Linked DNA regions of Sus scrofa: region 2 is linked to region 1. A link is a contact called in public Hi-C data. All regions are on one chromosome and are shown on one strand. Each heading gives the region's core, a stretch centred on a gene start, on an enhancer-like site or on the middle of the called end of the contact. The rest is flanking DNA. Distances are from core to core; before and after follow the strand shown. Region 1 has its middle 74 kb from the start of POPDC3. Region 2 holds the start of PREP (prolyl endopeptidase).

The links. Hi-C and Micro-C count contacts between places; a contact is called where the count stands out from the background.
Region 2: a contact with region 1 is called in a Hi-C map of skeletal muscle, with 4 times the contacts expected there. The contact joins the promoter of PREP here to the enhancer-like site in region 1. A contact is called at or near these places in 1 of 5 promoter capture datasets (liver) and 4 of 47 Hi-C or Micro-C datasets (embryonic fibroblasts, heart right ventricle, liver and 1 more).

Annotation. Positions count from the first base shown.
Region 1 is chr1:71,472,631-71,476,510 of Sscrofa11.1, reverse strand. No RefSeq gene overlaps it. Among named protein-coding and RNA genes, the nearest start is that of POPDC3, 74 kb to the right of the region's middle. Within about 2 kb of position 2,125, at least 8 of the 83 cell types and tissues checked have an H3K27ac peak or open chromatin away from gene starts, as enhancers often do. A contact at or near this core is called in skeletal muscle, where this site is marked.
Region 2 is chr1:71,634,426-71,638,056 of Sscrofa11.1, reverse strand. It overlaps PREP (prolyl endopeptidase), which reads left to right and starts at 1,912. Exons shown (of 15, transcript NM_001004050.1): 1 at 1,912-2,148. The coding sequence starts at 2,104.

The DNA of each region.
Region 1 (3,880 bases), core at 876-3,375:
CTCTGGCAGGCTGGGACAGCTGGGAGCTTCCTGGGCCTGTCTGCCAAGCCAACTTCTCCTTTAGGGCTGCATTGTGGCGGGTGGTGGATGTGCCTACCAGGGGATCTTGCCAGCCTCCTGGGGACCCGGAAGGATGCAGGGCACAGAGCCCTTTGTTTGGTCTTTGCTTTGGGGTCCACCTATTTCCCGGGGCTCCTGGATATCAGCCCAAAGAGGAGTGCTGAAGACACGGGTCTCACCACCTGTCTCCTCTCACTCTGTTTTCCTTCCACTTCACACATGCCTCCTCTTCTAAGTCATACACTGACTTCTCTCTCTCCCAGGCTTTTCTCACGATTTAGTCCACAGGACAGCTCTTGGTAGATGCAGAAGAAATGCTCTTTCCACAAAGATTGCCTTTGAAATCAAATGTTTTTCTGCAGACCCAGAAGTCCTCCTCCAGGTGTCAAAGGCCAGATATCGAATCTTTCTCTTTGTACGCCTGCTGTGGTGCTCCGAATCTTCCCTCAGGGCAAACCAGATATTTCCGGTCAGAAAATGCAAATCTGCACTTTATTTTTTTCCAAGAATATACACATTCTCCAGAAAGACACATCTCCCACTGTAACAGTCTCTCTCTCCACCTCACATTTCCTTTCTTCTGATTAAACAGAACTTAAAATCTCCCCTCAGAAGACTACATTAAATGGGGAACTTGGGGAAAGCACGGATTAGTTGCAGGGGAAGCAAGGCATGTGGCTTTTTGTTTTACCACATCACCTCCTATCCCATGGTCATGTGTAGATTACAAGACAACTGGATCGAAGCACATATACCCCTTCTCTTTATTTTTTATTTTTATTTTTTTGTCTTTTTAGGGCCACACATGCAGCATATGGAAGTTCCCAGGCTATGGGTCGAATCAGAGCTGCAGCTGCCAGCCTACACCACAGCCACAGCAGCACGGGATCTGAGCCACATCTGCGACCTACACCATGGCTCACGGCAACACTGGATCCTTAGCCCACTGAGCAAGACCAGGGATCAAACCTGCATCCTCATGGATACTCGTCAGGTTGGAAACCGCTGAGCCACAACAAGAACCTCCAAACTCCTTCTCTTTAAATACTATTTCAAAAGATGATGCCTTCCTTACTGTAAGAACTTCAGCTTTTCAAACCTCTGACAGCTGCAGAAAGGTCTTCTGCTGCCCCAACAGCTCTTGACCATCCTTCAAAGATTCTGCACATTCTCAACCACAGTTCTATGAAATATTTTGTGAAATGCCTTTACAGACATTTCAGACAATTCCTTCCAGACACAGGGCTACAGGCAATGTAGGATGAGTAAGTCAGGGGCTGGGTGCCAGGAATGTACAGTCTAGGGAGGGAGCAGAGAGGGGAGATGAGCAACTATAAAACTAGTTGTGCAACAATGGAAAACAAGATGCCATGGAAGTGCTGATGGTGGATCCTAAAGGACACTCCTCACACAAGCTCTCATCCAGGTGACACTGAGTCACATGCTAGAAATGCCCTTAAGTTGTTCTACAGCCAATACAGGAGTGGCTTCCATGAAACTGAGTTCTCCTAATGACCAGCAATTAAACCACCTCGAAACAAATCATTATGGTTCAAGGCCATTGGCTTCTGATCAAGTGGAGGAGGCTGAGGTACTAGCAGGGCCCTCAGACTAAATGGCACATCTCTAGGCCACGATCTGTTAGAAGCTGGCTGGTGGACCGGAGCCAGGAAGAGACAACAGTAGCTAGCTTAGAAGCCTGCTGACGTTCTCTGTGCTATTCTAAGTTGCTGATTGAGAGAGGCATGTGCTTTGGAGAGCAGATAAGTGGAGAGGAAGGTTGCTGTTGTGCCATGAAACTTGAGACCATGTGCTTTAGCCCCAGTATTCACCCAGATGGAAGCCAGAGAGGGGTCCACAGAGAGCTGTGACCGAAAGAAAAGCACAATGAAATAAGGAGAGCTGGCAAGAATTAATTGTACAAGCAAATAGGGAGAATATTGGCCCTGAAGACCACTGACATTCCTAAACATTAGATCTAAGAGTTCCTGTTGTGGCTCAGTGGGTTAAGGACCCGACATTGTATCTGTGGGAATGCGGGTTTGATCCCTGGCTTCGCTCAGTGGGTTAAGGATCTGGCCTTGCCACAAGATGTGGCTCAGATCTGGTGTCTCCATGCCTTGGTGTAGGCCTGCAGCTGCAGCTCTGATTTGACTCCTGGCCTGGGAATGTACATATGCGCTAGGTACAGCCATAAAAAATAAAAACAAAAATAAAAAATGAACAGATCTAGAAATTGTTATTGTATTTGATAAACTTGAAATAAATCCTCTAAAGAAGGAGATGAGGGGCACCTTCAGAAGGAAGCTAATAAATAAAATGGGAGAAATCAAGCAGAAGAGAGAATAAGCCACCCAAGTATTTGTTGGGGAAATGTTGCTGCTTGGTACTTGGAAATTAAAATAGATCCACTTAAATAAACACCTAAGGGTTTCTTATTTCATGTCATGTGCCAGGAGCTGGCAGAGCCCTATCACGGTGACCAGGGTACAGATCTGAGTCTGGAATGTGGCCAGTGTACTTTATGCCACTGAACCACAGGTCTGACAGCAAGAAGCAGCATGCTTAGGAAACTGTTGTTCAGCCCAAAGCCTAGAAAAGGCAAGTCAAGGGGACAGGTGTGTGAGGGTGAGTCAGCCCTGTCCAGGGAAAGGGATGCTGATTCTGAGTGTTTTATGTCTCCATGCAAATGAATACATCGGTGTTCTGGCTTGCCATTCAGATCTGATAACCCAGAGAGTGTAAAACAACAGTCAACAAAGCAAAAAATGAAAAGCCACAAAAGAAAGTGGAGACATGGTTCTTTATTGAAGATGTATGCATGGGAGCTGGGCCAGTGAAAATTCCCATCACAGGTTTTAAATTGAAAGAACACGAAGAAGGAAATCTACAGTATAAGAATGCAAGAGCAAGGGTGACTTTGGACATTAACTGAAGGAAGGAAAACAAAACTTACCCTAAGCCGTTTCTCGGTGTCAACTTACTGTGTGTTTGTTCTACGTGACTCATCAGAACAAGGTATGGAGATCCAATGGATGGAAATCTTTGTAGGCAGCTCAAATGAGGACGAAGACTCAGAAAACACTTCTTGGCTCTACTATCAGAGGAAGTCGGGCATTACTTATACATAATCTCGTCTCAGTTAAATAAATTTGTATAAGGCAGAGGATGACAAGATCTGGAGGTCAAGGGTCAAACACCCACCCCCAATGCCCTGACACAATGTAACGAAGCTGGAGAAATAACATGGAGTGGGAGAGACATATGTACAACCCAGAAAGGCATGCCCCTCAAAAGGTCATGGTAAGTGGAACAAAGTGGAGCCTCATAAAGGCCAGGGGGCTGATGACAAATAGGAAACACTTATGCTATGGGATAGAAAATAGATTGAGAAAATTGAGGACCTGAGACAATCCTCAGACAGTGCATGTCACTTGTCTAGACCTCGGATTCACATCTATAAAAGAAGGAAGTTAGATAATCTCTGAGATCATATTCAGTTTAAAAATGGCATTGCTAAATGATATTTAAGAATCAACAGAAAGCAGAAGAATTAGGCCAAAGTCAAGTTATCCCCTAAAATGTCTTCTATGACACACTGCATTAAAACCAATAAAAAAAAAAAACCCCTCCCTGCTCCAAGGTAGAATTTGAACAAAAACTGAAACAGCACATGATCTACTCCCAAAGCCTTTTTGAGGTTGGCTCTGTGGGACCACGCAGAGGAGGTGCCAATGCAAGAAAAAAATTGATGGAAGCTGGAGAGACAGTGAAAGGAAACAAAATAATTTGAGACCTTATATTTAACATGAGTTCCTTC
Region 2 (3,631 bases), core at 663-3,162, 160 kb before region 1:
GGCCGGCGGGAGGGGAATGGGGCTGTGGTGTCCTCCTCTTGGAAGCACATCACTCCAGGTGCAGACTACCTATTGCTGGGCCACATACAAACCTTTGGCTTTCAGGGCCTAGAGGTACTGGGCACCAGGATAACTGCCTGGAAGGGAACAGAGGATGATCCCTGAGATGTGGCTTGTCCTTTGGAAATCATAATTCCTCTCATTTCTACCTTAGGTCCTGATAAAATGAAGTCCTAGGGAAGTTTCACCTACTAACAGGTGTGCTTTAGACCAGAGTCCTACCTATTTAGGAAGAAGGAGGGCATCAGAGTGACCTGGGTTGGAATCTTGAATATCGCCCCCCCCCCCTTGTGAAGTCCTGGGCTAAAGGCAGCCCCAGTTTTCCTCAACTGTAAAATCAGGATACTATTAGTTCTTATCTCATAAAGTTTAAATAAGGTAATTTCCTGGCATATTAGAAGCACTCAATAAACATTAACCATTACTGTTGTTGCTGTTGTTAGGGGATTTACTGGGCCAGGTATTCCTGGGTTACTCTTAAAACCCCCACAAGTTGCAGAAGCAATAGCAAGGCCTGGCAGCCCTTGGGCCAGGTGACAGGCAAGCAAGGCAAGGAGTGGTGACTGGGCTGCAGAATGCTAAGTCCCTGTGTTTTGTTTTTTTTACAAAGTGGGCATCAATAGTGTGAGCTCTCCCAGAACTGAGGATTCTCAAGTTGCTCAAGAAGGGTGGGTCTGGAAACAACTGTGAAACATGATTATCAAACACCCCAACCTGAACAAAAACACTGACCTACCGGTGAGGCACGGAACTGGGATGATAATAAAAAGGACAGAAGACACAAGGTCACAGTAATTACCTCGGCCACCTGGAATTCAGGACCTGAACGACTTTCTTGTCACACCCCTGCCCTCCTCCCAGGACTTTTAAGAAGCCAGGAGTACAAAACACATTGACACACACTCCAACTATGATAACTGGAGCCATAAAGCTTCTTTTCGATGGTCCAGAAAGCAAGACCAGAACTCCTATCACTAGGCCGACGATGAGTAAATCTAACTATTAAAATTTCATAGGTTTGAGGTCAAGCATCTAATACATGATAAAAGATGCTCAATCAACAAACGCAGGAAAGGGATAAAAGAACCAGTAGGATGAACAAAAGACCCAAGATGATTTCCAGTCTTCCCACCTCTGTCCCCTTTCAACTGGCAAACCTCAGATAAGGGCTCAACCGTCGTCCTACCCACGCCTCATCCCACCTCCACGGTGCGGATGCCCAACTACCCAGCGCCCTCCAGGGGTGCTCAGGAGAGGAGAGATGTGTTTCCTTCCTGGTCCTCATGATCCATTATTCCTTCCTTTCCAAGTCCAGAGCCACAGGCGGTGGAAACTAGGTCATCTCAAGCCCTCCGCTTTCAACGCGGGGGCGAGGCCCCTTCTCAGCCCGGGAATAGGAAGATGGGGGGATCGAGTAAGCAAACCCTGCTGTTCCTTCTGCTCAGGGAGGAGGGCGGGCAGCGAGCTTGGCTGCAGCTAAGCGGCAGCGGGGAGACTCGGAGGGGGCGGGGCGGGAGAGGGAGGGGGCGTGGTGGGCTCGCCGGCGTGACCGCACGTGTGGCGGGCGCTGTGGGCCGGGGGCGGCGTGTTGGGCGTGTCCCCGGCCGGCGTGTGGCCGGCGCCGTGACGGGGTGTCTGGTGCGGTGGCTCGGGCGTGGGTGCGACGCGCGCCAGGCGCAGTGGTCCGTGGGCCCGGGCGGCGCGGGCGCGGGCGCGGCCGGCGTTCCTGCAGAGGGAGCTGTGCGCCCGGCCTGGCGCACGCAAGGCGCCGCCCGCTCCCTCTTGCCGCCGCCGCAGCCTCTGGGCCCGCCCGCCGGGGAGGGGCTCCGGGCCTCGCCGACAGCTGCTTCCTGCTTCCCTCACGTCCTCGCCGCCGCGCCGCCGGTCCGGTCGTGCGAGGCCTGACCGAGAGCCGCCCGCTCGCTGCCGCCGCCACCGCCGCCTGCCCGGCCCCAGCGCATATCTCGCCCCACTGCCCGCCCGGCCCACTAGACATCGCTCCGGAGTCCGCGCCCCCCAGGCCACCCCCGCGCGCCCCCAGCCATGCTGTCCTTCCAGTACCCCGACGTGTACCGCGACGAGACCGCCGTGAGTACCCCAGCGGTGCGCGGCCCTCTCCCCACCACTCGCGGCCCCTCGCCCCCTACGCCCTCCCCTCCCCCTCGGCCTTTGTTTGCGAGACCCGGCGGGGGGCGCTGGGCTCCTCCCGAGCCGCGGGGGCCCTGGTGGCCGTCACCCTCCGTCTGCTGGCTGGCTGAGCCCGTGGTCAGCCCGCAGGGCCGCTTCCTGCAATCCGCGGGGTCAAGGGCAGACGCCCAGGTGGGAATGGGCGTCTTAAGGGAGCGGGAAGACAGAACGTGTCACTGCTTTTTAGCAGAGGAGGCTTTTGCTTCAATATGGTAGGGAGACAAAGTGTTTGTGCATGCAGATTATGTACAATCTTAAAACAAAAGCAAACTTTTTCAACTTACGAAATAAAAACACTTAGAGTTGAAGTTCATTCATTCGATTTTAAAACGTGTGTGGAGCGCTTACCCTGTCCCTGGCCAGGTGCTGGGCTGCGGGTGCTGGGAATGCAGGGCCCGGTAGTGCTGATCCAAGTGTTCCTAAACAGGAGCAGGAGTTAGTTGATGGGGGTGAGAGGAGGTCTTAGAAGGGAGAGAGGATGGCTTTTTTCAGGATGAAGTTTTGCCTATTGCGGGGGTTGCCCACCATTTACCTAAGCTGTCCGTGAGCTCAGGGTCACTGTTGAGATCCCCTGGGTGGAATTCTGGGCAAACACTTTTTTTGTGTGTAAAAATTAGTTTGGCATTTTAGGAACTGGAAAAAATTCAAATGTTGTTGGCCTGATTCTCTTAGGAAAAGGTAAATTCCTCGGATTACTTAAAATAGAATCCGAATAAAAAGATTTTTGCATAATATAGTTCTAATTTTTGTTTTTGTTTGTTTTTCTGCTTGCTTTGGCCCGATTTATGCCAGAAAGTCTGTACATTAAAGCGCATCTCATTTGGGGGTAAAGGGTACCGGGGCTTTAGAGTAAAGGACATATTGTTTTCAATTAAGACTTCCAAGTGGCACTGATGCATTCCTGCTTTCTTTGACCTGTGGCCATCTGGTAACCATGTTTTCTCAGTCTGTTCAGCTGCTTGCTTATTAAATTTACTCTATCAGCCCAAGAAGCTCTATCCCTGTGGTTGAAAGAGTTGTGGCCTTTGTGTAGGGGAGTAAAGTGATCCAGCCAGAATGAAAAAGAGGACAAACCAAATAAGAAGACCTGAACGCTAGTTCTGGTTTTGTCACTCACTCACTGGATGCCCTTTGGCAGATCACTTAGTTGTTGCTACAGGCCTTCCCTCCCTAATAGTATGAACTATTAGGGATGACTTGGCTAACCACAGAACTTACTTGCTTCTGTACTGAGAATATTATTCATTCATTAACATGATGGTCTAGCCCTGCAGTGCCAGATTTTAGTAATGGGAAGCCAGGCATTTCTCAGTTTGGTTCTTGAGAATCTTTTGAGTTTTCAGGAGAGGTAAAACTATAAAGAACTACCCATCATGTGGGTTGA